Regions from separate parts of the Gossypium hirsutum genome. Here all the other regions are linked to region 1. A link is a contact called in public Hi-C data. All regions are on one chromosome and are shown on one strand. Each heading gives the region's core, a stretch centred on a gene start, on an enhancer-like site or on the middle of the called end of the contact. The rest is flanking DNA. Distances are from core to core; before and after follow the strand shown.

The links. Hi-C and Micro-C count contacts between places; a contact is called where the count stands out from the background.
Region 2: a Hi-C map of leaf shows a contact between it and region 1, with 3 times the contacts expected there. The contact joins the promoter of LOC107888958 here to the promoter of LOC107888952 in region 1. A contact is called at or near these places in 15 of 34 Hi-C or Micro-C datasets (callus, hypocotyl, leaf and 1 more).
Region 3: a contact with region 1 is called in a Hi-C map of leaf, with 2.5 times the contacts expected there. The contact joins the promoter of LOC107888942 here to the promoter of LOC107888952 in region 1. A contact is called at or near these places in 4 of 34 Hi-C or Micro-C datasets (callus and leaf).

What each region holds. Positions count from the first base shown.
Region 1 is chrA09:57,103,085-57,107,806 of Gossypium_hirsutum_v2.1, reverse strand. LOC107888952 (zinc finger CCHC domain-containing protein 10) reads left to right here and starts at 2,006. Exons shown (of 2, transcript XM_016813229.2): 1 at 2,006-2,198; 2 at 2,630-3,716. The coding sequence starts at 2,662. The coding sequence ends at 3,456. LOC107888953 (bromodomain and WD repeat-containing protein 1) reads left to right here. Exons shown (of 25, transcript XM_041077734.1): 25 at 204-674. The coding sequence ends at 408.
Region 2 is chrA09:57,338,595-57,343,316 of Gossypium_hirsutum_v2.1, reverse strand. It overlaps LOC107888958 (universal stress protein PHOS32), which reads left to right and starts at 2,046. Exons shown (of 4, transcript XM_016813235.2): 1 at 2,046-2,291; 2 at 2,401-2,510; 3 at 2,621-2,739; 4 at 2,906-3,243. The coding sequence starts at 2,111. The coding sequence ends at 2,984.
Region 3 is chrA09:56,919,488-56,924,209 of Gossypium_hirsutum_v2.1, reverse strand. It overlaps LOC107888942, which reads right to left and starts at 1,913. Exons shown (of 6, transcript XM_041077729.1): 1 at 1,665-1,913; 2 at 603-789; 3 at 439-497; 4 at 1-354. The coding sequence starts at 723.

The sequences.
Region 1 (4,722 bases), core at 757-3,256:
ATGTTTCCTTTGTTATGTTTGGTACAAAGGATGTAAAATAGAGAAATGTTACTAAATTGTTAAAAACATTGCTTATTCAAGTGGAAATTTCCATCCACACACTTTCCTTCCTCATTTCCACCCGCCAAACTCGGTGTTAGCCGGTACTCTCTGGCTTTTGGGTTTAAAACGTGACTGAATGTTGGAAATGACTATTTTGGCAGGTACCCTGTGCCATTATCATTTGATATTATCCAGTCTAGGTTGGAGAACAACTATTATCGAAGTTTAGAAGCAGTGCAGCACGATATTCAGGTAATGTTGTTGAATGCGGAGTCTTACTTCGGGAGAAATGCAGAGCTCTTATCTAAACTCAGACGCCTATCCGACTTTTTTATGCGGATATTGTCGTCTTTGCAGCCGCCGTAGATAGATCTTATAGTGAAGATCCATCTTTGTAGATAAATTAGAATTTTTGCTTTTTCATTTTTAATTTTCTTTTCCATTGTCTCTTAAATCCAGTTTTTGTTATTGATTTATACTTTGAGATTCTTTCGAGAGAGAAAGATATCAGGGAATGGTAGGTCTGTGGAAAATTATCCACCAAAAAGGTTCATTGTTGTTTTAGACCACTTTATATTGAGAAAAAAAATTTGAAAAAGAATATATTCTCAAAATGAAAAACGTATTAGCTAGCTTCCTGCTGGAGAATCTTTTGAGCTCCCTATCTTCTTGATGTTTGCTATTTAAAATGTCTACGTATATCAACTTTATGATTCGGTATTTTGAGAAATTATAATAATTTAATGATTATAAAAAATATTAAGATGGTATGGTTAGATTATAATAAGCCATACAAAATTTTAGAATTTAATTTTTGTACTTCTATTTGTGAAGTTTAATCTTTTTTATTTTTTAGATTTTATAATTCAAAGTCAATTGTTAACATTATCAAATTTGTTTTGGTCATTTTTTTTAAATTTGATTTTTTTGTCACTTTGTTGTTTAGTTAATAGTGGAACTTTATTTTTTATTAGTATAATAATAAATTTAACCCTTTGTTATAGCTACACCGCAAATCCCAACACATGTCCTTCGGGAGAACCGATCCTTTAGCAAATCATGTCTCTAGCAAACTTGACTAATTTAGTGAACCTTCCACTTTTAACAAGCGAACTTGAGCTTGACGAAGCTCACAACATATTTGAGATGTATATGAGAAATTTAAAATCATTAATTACCCAATTATCTCAAGACGTCATATTTTAAAACATCAGAGTTAGGAAACCAGATCAAGTCTCAATGTCAGTAATCTCTAAGCATGTAGATATCTTGTCTCTCACTTAAAATGGTCCATACAACATCGCACAAGGCACTACTTCATACACACACATCTTCTCCTTTCTTCTTCTTCCTCCTCTTTATAATTCCACTCCCAGAAGCTACTAACCTACAGTGGCTCTCTGCCTTGCCTACAAGCGAATCATCGATTCAACTATCACTTTCTTTTCTTTATTAATCTGATTGGTTAACATCTTTCAATGTATACACATTTTATCAATTTGATATTTGACTCTAAAAACTTTAACAAATTTACTTTACAAATTGTCAATTTAGTCCTAATTTAAAAAATTAAAAAATAGATAGATTAAAAATTATTTAATATCTTAAAAAAACAGTCTCATCTATAAAAATCTTAAAACATATAAAAATTTTAAAATAGAAAATTATTTAAAAATGTTTTTTTATTAAAAATTCTAAAATACTTTACAAGTTTAAAAGAATATAAAAATAAAAGAAGTTTAAAACTATTTTTTTAAAAAAACCTTAAAAATATAGTACCAAAATCCTAAAAATCTTTTTTCATAAATTTTTATTTTAGTTTTGAAATTTTTTATATTTAAAATTAAATTGATAAATATTGTAAATATTGAAGGTTAAATTTGTTAAATTTTTTAAAGTTACTGGAAGTTTAAATTTGTTAAATTATAAAAGAAATAAATTTATTATTAAGCGGTTAAAAGATATCAAAATAAAGAGTGTGGTAATTAGGTGGATTTGATTGAAATATAAAATAGGTAGGACATTTTAATTTACAAACAATTATTGAAGAAAAAAACCTCGAGCGTTTTAAATCTGAATTTACTCTTGAAGGGAAAAAATCCTATCCGCTATTAAGGATTTCGATTTGGATCTTTCCCCAGCGCGAAGAAGTTCTGGTAAGCCTTAATTCCCCCCCCCCCTTTTCGATTTTAATTATTTTAAAACCCTATCCGCTATTAAGGATTTCGCTCGATTAGATTTGTTTATTCTTCCCCCACCCCATTATTACTTTCAATTTAGGGTTTATTTGTTCTTCCAAAAAAGAATTAGGGTTTATTTGGCCTTTGTATTTGAGAATTACTCTAATTTTTTTTCAATTTCTTTTACGTTTATGTTTCGTTGTTTTGAAGAAAAATTGCACGTTTGCTTATAATTTCTTCGTTTTAACGGGTAGATTTTGCAAATTGTCTTCAGTTTGCCTTCATTGCTTGTTCGTAGTTAAGTTCATAGGTAAACATTGATATTTTTTCTGTCTTTATCCACTTTTCATTAGTTCTAAAAATCCTATTAGAGTAATGAACTGATCTGATTGAACATTTGATTGCAGCATATACATACACATACATATATATATATAAAATGTCAAGTAAGAAAGAAGAGAAAACTCAGGCTGCTGCTGAAAGAATAAAGGCAGCAGCATTGAGTGCTGCAAAAGGCCTAAGTCGAGCTCAGGCTGAAAGGGCAGCTGCGGCTGCCGCCCGAAATGTCAATGCTTATGGGCAAAAAGAAGAGGGGCCTAGCAGATGGCAAGAGAAAAGGGAAGCGAAGAGGCAAATGTATCTGATGAGTACTGAAAAGGCAGTTAGATTAGGCGAAAGGAAAGACAAGATAACCATGACGTCTACGATGGGTGCTTCTCAGTGCCAAAAGTGTTTCCAAGCGGGGCATTGGACGTATGAATGTAAGAATGAACGGGTTTATATGTCGCGACCGTCGCGTACTCAGCAGCTTAAGAACCCGAAATTGAGGATGAAGCTTTCTGTCTCTTATGATTTGGATAACCCTGATGTGAAGGATGATGAGAAAGATGATAATAGTAGGTCTAACAAAAGCAAGAGGAAGCACCGGTCGGATTCGGATTCTAGTAGTGATAGTGAGGCTTCTGTTTTCGAGACTGATAGCGGTGGTGCCTCATCTGTTACGGGATCAGGTTCTTCTTCAGCAGAGAGTAGTACGGATTACAGTACGTCATCAGAGTCCGAGGAAGAGAGGAAGCGTAGGAGAAAGAAGAATAGGAAGAAGAAGCAGAAGAAGGTGAGACGCAGAAGGTACAGCTCTTCTTGTGAGTCTTCCGATTCTGAATCAACATCAGGTTCAGATTCTGATGATAAGAGCAGCCGATGGAAGAGCCGGAAGCATAACAGAAGGCGCTGAAAGGAACAGGGTTGTCATACACATTTCCTTTTCGATGTCGGATTTGCCGGTTCTGAGACCGGATAATTTTACCATCTGCTTGCGGTTCTTTATTAGGTTTTCCCTTTGGCATATTATGTTCTTAAAAATGCTGGAAATCAAACACACTAGGATAGGGTTGCTAGATGTTTTCATTGCTTTTCCTTCTACCATCAGTTGCTTTGTTATTTGTTGAGTGTTATATGATTGGAGTTTGAAAAATCTATTTTTTGAGTTACTCACCTTGAATGTGCCATCTGAATTTGTGTTAGTTACTGCTGCGTTCCCATTGCTGGGATTTGAGCAAGAGTTTTTATTTTGTTCGCTCAATTAAAAAAGGTTTATGATTTGGTCGCCAATGTTTTCAAAGTTCTTTTTAACAAAGAGCCAATTGCTGGATGAGCCAAACAGCGGTGGTAGCAGCAGTGATGCCCCCACAATGCAGTGGCCTGGATGTTAGCAGGCTATGGACGCTTAGGCTTGAGGAACTTGAACATGGCTCCACTATTCTTAGAACTGGACTGGTGGTTGAACTGTCAGGTCATTGATTTATCGGTTTGATTTATCGGTTTGACTGATTTGATTAAAAGCTCATTAAAATTTTAAAAATTAAAAAAAAAATCTGATTTAACCAGTTTTTAATTAATTTAGTTAATTCATATCGATTCTTAAGTTGAGTTTTTGATCTGGTTGGATTTAAAAATGATTGCATGACCCTTGCCATTTACTTGATCCTTTCCAAATCCGATTTTAGAATGAAATGGCGAAAGAAATCTCGTACTTTTAAGACATCAGTGGCTCTTACGCACTTTAGAAGATAGAAACACCAAGTTTTTCCGTCTTACTATTAAACACAGAAGAGCTAAAAACAAAATTGATGGTATCAATGACCCCAACAATAATTGGGTGGATGACCTATGACTGTTAAATAAGTCTTTGTCACATATTTTGAAAGTCCTTTTTTTGCAGCCATGCTAATGTGAGCAAAAAAGCCATTTATAATTGCCTAAGGGCCGCTTTCGTTAAGATAATATCTTCTGTCTCAACCAGCACTTCACAATGAAGGCCTACTTTAGGAATATTTCTTAAAAGAGCTTTTGGAAAAAAAATACTTTTGGGAAGAAGTTAAAATTTTCAATTTTTGATAGAAGTGCTTTTGTACCAATTTTTGGCTTGGGAGAATCACTTTTTTTTTTTTTAAAGTAACTTGTTTAGGAATATTTTTGTCCCAAAAGTGTTTCTTAGAAA
Region 2 (4,722 bases), core at 797-3,296, 240 kb before region 1:
TTACTAGCATACTAGGTCGATTATAATCAATTTACTTATAAAAGAAATGCAGCTAAAACAACATATACAATAAAATAAAATAAAAGTTCAAGATAAAGTAAAATTGTTTGATATAAGTCTTCAAAGCAGTCATTATTCATTCTCAATAATTTAAAGGAATCCAATTGCTTAATCCGATCCAATCTAATCTTTCAGATAATTTGCTTCAAATGGATTAGAGATGATCATGGACTAGGCTGGACCTCAATATAATTTTAGGCCCATTTTCTTAGCCTGATCCAAAAAATAGACTTAAAATTTTATGCAAACCTAACCCAGTCCTCTCGTATTAAAATTTCTTATATTATTATTTAAAAAAATTAAAAATATAATATATCAAATAAACTAAAAAATTTAACACTAAGATATGTGCAACTTAGCAAGGAAATGCCTCTAAAATAGTAGTAAAATTAACAATAAAACAAGAGTTACAATAATATCCAAACAATAACAACAAAATAATAACAATATAATAACGAAATAGTAGCAGAATAGCACCAAAATAACATGTTTAATTTTTTATTTTTTGTAAATTTAGGCCCAGTCGAGCCCAGGATAAAAAAAAAGCTTACTTGAGGCTCGACCCGCTTATAAAACGGGCATCGTTTTTTGCCTAAGCTCATTTTTTAAACCTATATTTTTACACAAACTATTTTAACTTTCGGGTAGACCTTCAAGTAGGGCCAAATAACATGACTCATGATAAGGTCTAAAATGAATTTGATCTTTATAGATGGATAATCATATTTTCATGATATCAACATAATTTATAGCTCAAAAATTTTATTTTAAAAATTACCTATCCTAAAAATAACAAGTTAATAGAAAAAAAAAAACTCAACTCATCGCAATGTTAACCATAACGACCATAGCACTTGCCTCAACAAAATTTATCATATTCCCTCAAATCCGTATATTTATAAACCATGTTATTATAATTTGTAATTAACAATGATTATTCTTACAAGTTAATCATTTATATGCACCAGACACTCATTAAAGTAAAGCTAGACAAAAATTCATCAAACATTGATTGCCCACGTGGAGGTCACCACCCGACAACAACAAAGAATCCGATACTTCTCAGACAATGTCTAAACTTTCACAATCACCGTCTTATCTCCATCGGTGGCTCAAAAAATGCCAAAATTCTTATGATAAAAAAAAAAAGAAAAGGCGAAAAATCATACACCAACCCTTACCTCAAAAAGTAAACTCCATTACAAACTTTTCTTCAGTTTCTGGCCCTTTCTCTCTTTATCTAAAGTTGATGCCTTTCTATTCATTCCGACTCACTTGCTCGTATAAAATATAGGTCACTTTTCTTCTTTACATTATGCTTAATTATATTATATAATTTAATTATTTAATTATCAAATTTATATTTTAGATAAATTATTAATAAAGAGAATATGTGATGCATCATCGATGATCTATCCGGCTTAAATTCGGTATTTTAAACCTAAGATCGTAAACTCTAAGCTTGAGAGTTATTAATATATATTTATAGTAGTTATAACAAAATTAATATTTAAATTTGTTTTAAAAAAATTATTAGTATTTATTTATAAATCCTTCACAATTTTTTATTTTATTTAATAATAATGTAGTATGTTATTATTTATAGATGATGCATGAGATTCGTGCAATAGTATGCATCAAATACTATTCTTTATTAATATCATTAAAAAGTTGTACTATTAATATAAATTAAAAAAAACTCATATAATGAGGTTGAGTTGAATTTTTTAAATAAAAAATTAAAAAAATGATTATTTTTATAGCCAGAATTTTACGAAATAAATTTCACATTGTTTGAAAAAATTTATACAAGTTAACTAAGGAAATATTTAATGATCTTAATATTTTGAATTAAGACGTAATATTCTTTCATAATGTTAGTGCTTTGGACTAAAATAATTATATAAAAAAGTAAATTCCAAAATGAAATTTATTCCCATAAAAATTCCAGCTATAAAAGGGTTTAAAAAGTTTAATATAGATATATATACACACAGGGCTAAGCATATTAGGGTGATCATAGAAAAAAGTAAAGACAGAGCGGAGAGATATGGCGGCTGATAGGAGAGTTGGGATTGCTGTTGATTTCTCTCCAAGCAGCAAGAATGCGTTGAAATGGGCTGTGGATAACGTTATCCGGAAAGGGGATCATCTTATCCTTGTTGCCGTTCGACCTGAAGGTCATTATGACGAAGGCGATCAGATACAGCTTTGGGAAGCCACCGGTTCACGTACATACTCTTCTTCCTCTAATTAATTTTTATCGTTTGTTTCTCGAGAAAAAAGAATCCAGGATAAGCTTAAAGAAATGACTTTTTTAATTTTACTATGTTAATGTAGCTTTAATCCCATTAAGTGAATTCTGTGATCCAATTATCATGAAGAGGTATGGAGTAAAGCCAGACCCTGAAACTTTGGATATTGTCACCACTGCTGCTAGGCAAACCCAAGTACTTTTCTTCTTCCCACAAAAATCCATGAAATTGAACTTAATTCATTTTGTTTCAGTTATTGTTAATTATTATTAGTAAGTTGATATATTTTACTCACAAATCATCAGATTGAGGTGCTGATGAAGATATACTGGGGTGATCCTCGTGAGAAGTTATGTGAGGCCATTGATACTATCCCTCTTAGCTGCATAATTGTAGGAAATAGAGGGCTTGGCACGCTTAAGAGGTAAACCTTTTTCATCAATTAATCTCTTCTTTCGTTTTTAGACTATGAGATTAAATTATATATTTTTATGAGAGGATATCAAACACTGATATTTTTTCAAAGAAGTGAAGAGTCATAGCAACATATATTATCATATTCCGAGATTTTAATTTGTTTTTATTTTCAGGGCTATAATGGGCAGTGTAAGCAACTATGTAGTGAACAATGGCTCCTGTCCTGTTACTGTGGTGAAGCATCATGTTTAAGGATTGTTTTTCATTGCCTTTGAGGTTTTAAAAGTGTTTTCCCATAATAGAAGTAATAAGGAATAGTTGAGATATGTAGCTTGATTTATGTTTTATTGCATGGGATTGTATGTATGGAAGTAATTAAAGCTTTTGTTGAAGCTGAACACACTTCATCTTGTTGTATATTGAGATGGGTGTTTGTGTAAACTAGACTTACCAATTGAGTGATGTGAGAATAAATTGTGTAGGCAGTTTCTAAGAACTGCTGGTTCTAACACATCATAATTGTTGATAGACGGATATTGGTGTTAAAATTTTATAAAATTTTACGAGAATTTTTAAAAATTTTAACAAAACTTAATTGAAATTTTCAAAAAAGTTTAAGAGTTTAAGGAAAATTTTAAAAAATTATTGGGAAGCCAATGGCTCTACATCAAAGTATCAACTAGTCTAAATTTTGTTTCAGTCAAAATTTACTTGTGTTATTGTCCATTTCATCTAATTTTTGATTTGTAACATTTTGTTCCGGCTGGCACAAGATTTTGGTATTCGAAAATTAATTTTTAATTTTTTTATTTGAATCATTTTTATTTTTAAAATTATATATAAACATGACATATAATTATTAAACCAAATTATTGAATCTAATTAATAAATTTAAAATTCATATTTGTATATAAAATATTTTATTTGCCTATTAAAGTATATTTGTATGTTTATATAATATATCTATATTATTTATGAAGAGCTTAATTAAGTTTGTCTCACCCTTCAATCGAATCTCAACTCGGTTGCTAAGTCTATAATATTTATAAAGAGTTTGACTAAGTTGGCATCACTCTTCAATTAGGTCCCAGCTCAGTTGTTAAAGTACTAAAAGATCATTATATTTTAACGAAGAAACAAATATTATTTTGAGAATATTTTTATAATTTCATATAAAATCCAAATATATATATATATGATTTGAACTTAAGATTTAAGACTCCACAACACTCGCTCTCTCAATCATTTCAGTCAAATACATATTTTATTTTTATATCAAGTTTTAACAAATTTATTATATAATTGTTTTCACATGCATCGTTAGTATGCCACAATATAGTATTGTTAACATATTTAGATATTAAACTATAAGTATTTGAAGAGTGATCCACTTACATTAGTGTAAAACTCAAGTAATTTTACATACTTTCATCGGTGTAAGCCTAAAATGACAGTACATCGAGTACAATATTAATGATTTGTGAAAACTGAACTAAGTTTAATATTCATGTATCAAATTGCATAAAATCAAAGTTCATATATCAAATTGAATATTAAATCATAGTTCATGTATAACTTTGATATATTCCCCTTAATTATGATGTATTAAAATTTAGTCTCTGTACTTTAAAAGTTAAAAAATTTAATTCTTATCTTTTCAATTTAAAAATCATAGTCCAATCTTATCGTCGTAAGTAGTTTCAGTTCAAATTAGCCAATGTAATATATTTATTTCCCATCAATCATATGTGACGTCATATGAGTGTATCCTAACCAACATGTCAAATCGACAAATACTAATAGAAAATACTTACAATTTTAATAATTAGATTAAAATCTTTAAATTTAAAAAATAGGATTAACCATTGTTCAAATATGACTTTTGTGCTGCTTGTAGGTGACTTAATCCTAAACTCGAGGCCATAACGATGTGGCAGCAAAACTTGACACCATGGGCGAGAAAACCTTTGATGAGTAAATCCGAGACTTG
Region 3 (4,722 bases), core at 664-3,163, 180 kb after region 1:
GGTTCGGAATTTCTCTATAGGTTTGCTGACTGTCTTCTGAGGTTTCAGTTCTGCAACGATCCTTGGAGGGCCGCCCTCCATCTTATTGAACCGATCATCTGGATAAACTATTTGCTCATTATGATGATAATTAAGGTTTCTCCTTCGAAAATGAGCATCTCGAAGAGATTGAGTGTCGAAAAATGGGGTGGAGTATGGCTCGGAAGATGTAGGTAACGAATCTAGTCCCATAAGCCGAGCAACTACATTTGGGGCCTTAGCTCCATACATATCATCATCCGTAACTGAAGATGCACAACTATAATCACTACTTCCTTTGAAGCTTGCCCCAGCTCCAATTTCATCCTCGTCCATCTGAAATAATCACAAACAACAATTGTAAGAGCAGTTTCAGATTACGATCAACCCTGAATTCATATCCTGTTGCTATGTTCTCACCAAATGGATTCGTGTCATCGGTATGTTCCCATCACTTCTCTTTCCCTGTTTGGAACGCTCTAAAAATTTGAAGACATAAAACCGATCAGCAACGACAAAAGGACATAACTATTATGATGCAAGAACATAATTTTTCCTTGCATTCGCCGGGAAGGTGGTTATACCTGGAAAATCCGACTTGCTTGAGAATAGCTTCTTCCGAGATTTCGCAGTCCAGTCGAATAGCTGAAAGAATCCACCTACATAACCTCCTCCATTCGTTGAACCTTCTTTTTCGACCCCCATTGTATGAAACCAAACAGATCAACTTATACTGAGAAATACAAACTCGATTCAACCGATCAAATCCGTCTGTTGATATTGTTAAACACAACGAACCATTCAGTTACAAATTATAGAATTTCTTACACAATCAAACACTATATCATAGACTCCTACAAGATGAACAAAACCTAGAGAAATATATTAAATTAGACGAACAAAAGGCTCGATGTTCATCGTTAAGTCGAGTTCAAGATGTCCGAAAATGCATCAAGTTAAACATGGTGAAATGCAGTATCTCAATCATCATTTCACATCATACTAGCAATACACATTGCAAAACTTCAAATAACTAAAAACCATTGAACAAACTCGAAACCGAGGAACATTAAACAAGTAAATAAACCATCTCTAAATCCTTGATTCCATAGTTACCATTCTTATATATCTATATAACAATGCGCTCAATCTTTAACATTTGAACTAAACTATTCTCACAAATTCCAGGTACAATGTCGGAACTATGCTACATTGATATCTTGAAATTCCCCTCTAAATCTTCACATATGCTTTACTATAATAGCATTGCTGTTTAAAATTTAAATAGCTAAGATCCCACAATATTGCATTTATCTATAGTACTAATGGGGGATTAAAGAACTTAGACACTAACTGCATTGACTCATTTTAATATAATAAACACCTTAGATCCCAGTTTTAACCCAATCAGTAAATCAAATGATAGATTGCTTCTACAACGTACCAAGCAATTCAATTTCATTGAAGCTGCAAGACGAACACTGTACTCAAAATTTTAAGTCATATATCGCTTTTCTCTGATTTTCCCAGCTACCAAACAGATCCATGTGAACAACTCAAAATAGGAAAAAGAAAACATAAAATCAAAAAATACACCCCCAAAACAAAAAGCCAAATCTTTACACGAAGGAAAAAAAAGAACTTACATTGAAACCAATGAAGAAGAACAACTTGAATGTAGCTAAAAAATTTTCTGGGTTGAGCTTGAATATAAAGAAAAGACTAAAACTTTGATATGCGATTATTAAGCTTAAATTTTGGGGGATGTTTTTGAGACAAACAAAAGTGAAAGGCTCCTCCTTTGAATGTGAGAAAGGGACAGAGAGATACAACAGAGAGTTTTTTGTAGTTTCAAATAGACAATAAGCACGGATTTTGATTTTTGAAAAAAATAAGGAATAATAAAATCGTTTTTTTAATTTAATAATAAAAAGAGGTAAATTTAAAAAAAGCTTGTAACGTCTCTTTGGAGATTCAAAATTCCAAACGGGAGACTTTTGAGTGGTCCTTGGGTTTTTCATAATGTTACAGCCCTGTTTTTATTATTTTGTGTACAACCTGATGTGCTGGTGTACACGCGTCAAGAGAAAACCTATTTTTCAAAGTTATTGGGCAACATGGTATCAAACATCAAATTAGAGTTCACAATATTATATAGAATATTTAAATTTATTTGAAATATATGATAAGAATAAATAATAAAATATAAATATATATATGATTATTTTTTTAGAATTCATACAATACTATTAATTTATTAAAATTTATATAAAAATATTTTAAACACAATTGTAAAATAATAAAATATAAGAATTCAGCATGAAGAATCAAATGGGTCTCTTGTTTAAACTATTAAGATGAAAATTTTTTTTTTTTATAAAAGAAGTGGTTGTTTATGGGGTAAAAGGAACCATAAGAAAGTCATTTTCCCTCCAAAGCAATGCTGATAAGTTAGTTGTTAAAAGGGAATATTATCTTTATTTTTATAAATTAAACTTAAATAATGTATATTTAATATTTTATCTGAATTCATGGAATCAAATTTAAAATTTCCTTAGCTCCATTAAGTTTATTGCAGTAAGTAACACATTATTTAAGTTTCAAGCTATTTGGTTTAAAATTTATGTACAGGTTATTTAAAATATGAATGCACTCAATTTACACATTTATAGATTTTTCTTTATCAACTTATTTAATAATTTAACTTTTGGATTTGTTTGAATGTGTTTGCATTGTTTTGACACTTTTTCAATTTTCTTTTTATTGTAAATCTACAAAATCTTAATTTTGATGGTGATGCACTTATTTTTCCTTAAACTTTTTTATCTCTATTGATTTGGTCAAGAAATGCTTTTTTTTTGTTTTATTGTAAAATCTTTACTTAAATATGCTTTTCATGAATTTTTATTAAAAAATAAGTGATATCTTTATTGATTTTTATTTTTATTTTTCTTGTAATAATTTGAAATATTTTTTTAGTAAATAAAATAGAGATCAATTACAAAGATAAAACAGTTGCACTACAAATTGAGTCCCCATCAATCTAAACTTACTCAATAATTTCTATAGGAATATCCTTGAACTTGATAGAACCATGTGGGATCTTCTACATTGTACCATCCAATATGTGAGCTGTAGCATTAGTTTCTTTTGCGACCTTCTGTGAAATCACCTGCCACTTCATGCTGCAACGTTCCTTTATTCTAATCACTAAATCCCTATTCGACATACCATGAGAATTGTCCGAGATTGTTGAAAGGGCTTGGGCACAATCCATTTCAACAATGATAGTATCCCATTTAACATTCTAAGCCAACACAAGGGCATCATAAATCACCCAAAGCTCTGTCTGCTCGACATTACGTCCTCTAATATTCCTACCCACACCTCTAAGCCATCTTCCCGTAACATCTCTCGCCACAATAGTAGCAGAAGCAAATCCTGGACTCGAAGATCTTGCCCCATCCCTGTTCAATTTAACAAACCCCGACGGAGGAGATACCCAATGACTGCAACGGCTAAGATTTCTAGAAGAACCAACAGATGGAGCAAGACAATGCTTAATAGAATTCGCCCAACTCCAAAGAGATAAGAATATGTTTTAAATCAACATCCACCTCTTTGAAAATCCACATATTTCTCTATTTCCATAAATTCCAACAAATTATACCAAACAGAGACTGCCACTCTACCTCAGTATAGACTAAATCAAGCTCATTCCTTATATTTAAAAAAATTCAGTTAAATAGTAGGATGGAAAAAAACTGTATAGAACATTTATTAGGGATAAACTGTTTCCACAACTTACGAGCCTTACAACAATCTTGCAAAACATGAATGATAGATTCTTTAGAATTACCACAAAGTAAGCAAGAATGATTACCAACCATACCTTTTCTGAATCTTTAATACCAAATTTCTTTTTTAAATTTTCTAAAATTTATTTCAATTAATATCTTTTTAAATTTGCATATCATTAAATATTGTTTGATTTACATATGCTCTTTCTTTTGATTTTTCTCTATATGTACCTCATTTCCTATCAAGTGGTATCATTTTCTCATAGTTGCTTTATTTCAATTGGTTTCATGCTTTTTTTTCCTTTTGATATGTTTAGTTTGGAGAGTCATGTCTTATTTTTACTTTTTTAGATGTTTTTATCAAATCTAAATCATGCAATGTATGTTGTATAAGATATATGGCATATTATAAGATTGAAATGAATTTTTATTTTTTTTACACAATACGTAAAACTATCTATAAATTCTTTCAACTTTTAAATAGAAGAATAAATACACTTTAAAGCGCTCGAATCTATGATCTCTTTAACTAACATAATTGGCTTTTATGAATTAATTAAAAATTACCAAATAAGGGCGTTTTTATCGACTAATTTACCTAAAAAGGTCCATTTCCAACTATATTTATAGAAATGGGCTGATTTCAACATTATTTACCAGAAAGGGCCGATTTTGGCAAAACGCATCCACGTAGGAGCGTTTTAAGGGAAAATTTCCAACAAATCACACCCCTGGGTGAGCGTTTTTGCCATGTCAGCACAAAACGCGCTAACATGGATGCGCTTTGCTGACATGGCAAAAAGCTCCCCCAAGGGTGCGTTTTGCTCCGTGTTTTTATCCTCTAACGACTTTTTTTTTACTGTTAGGGGGTCCAATGGTAAAAAAAGAGAGTATAAAACCCAAT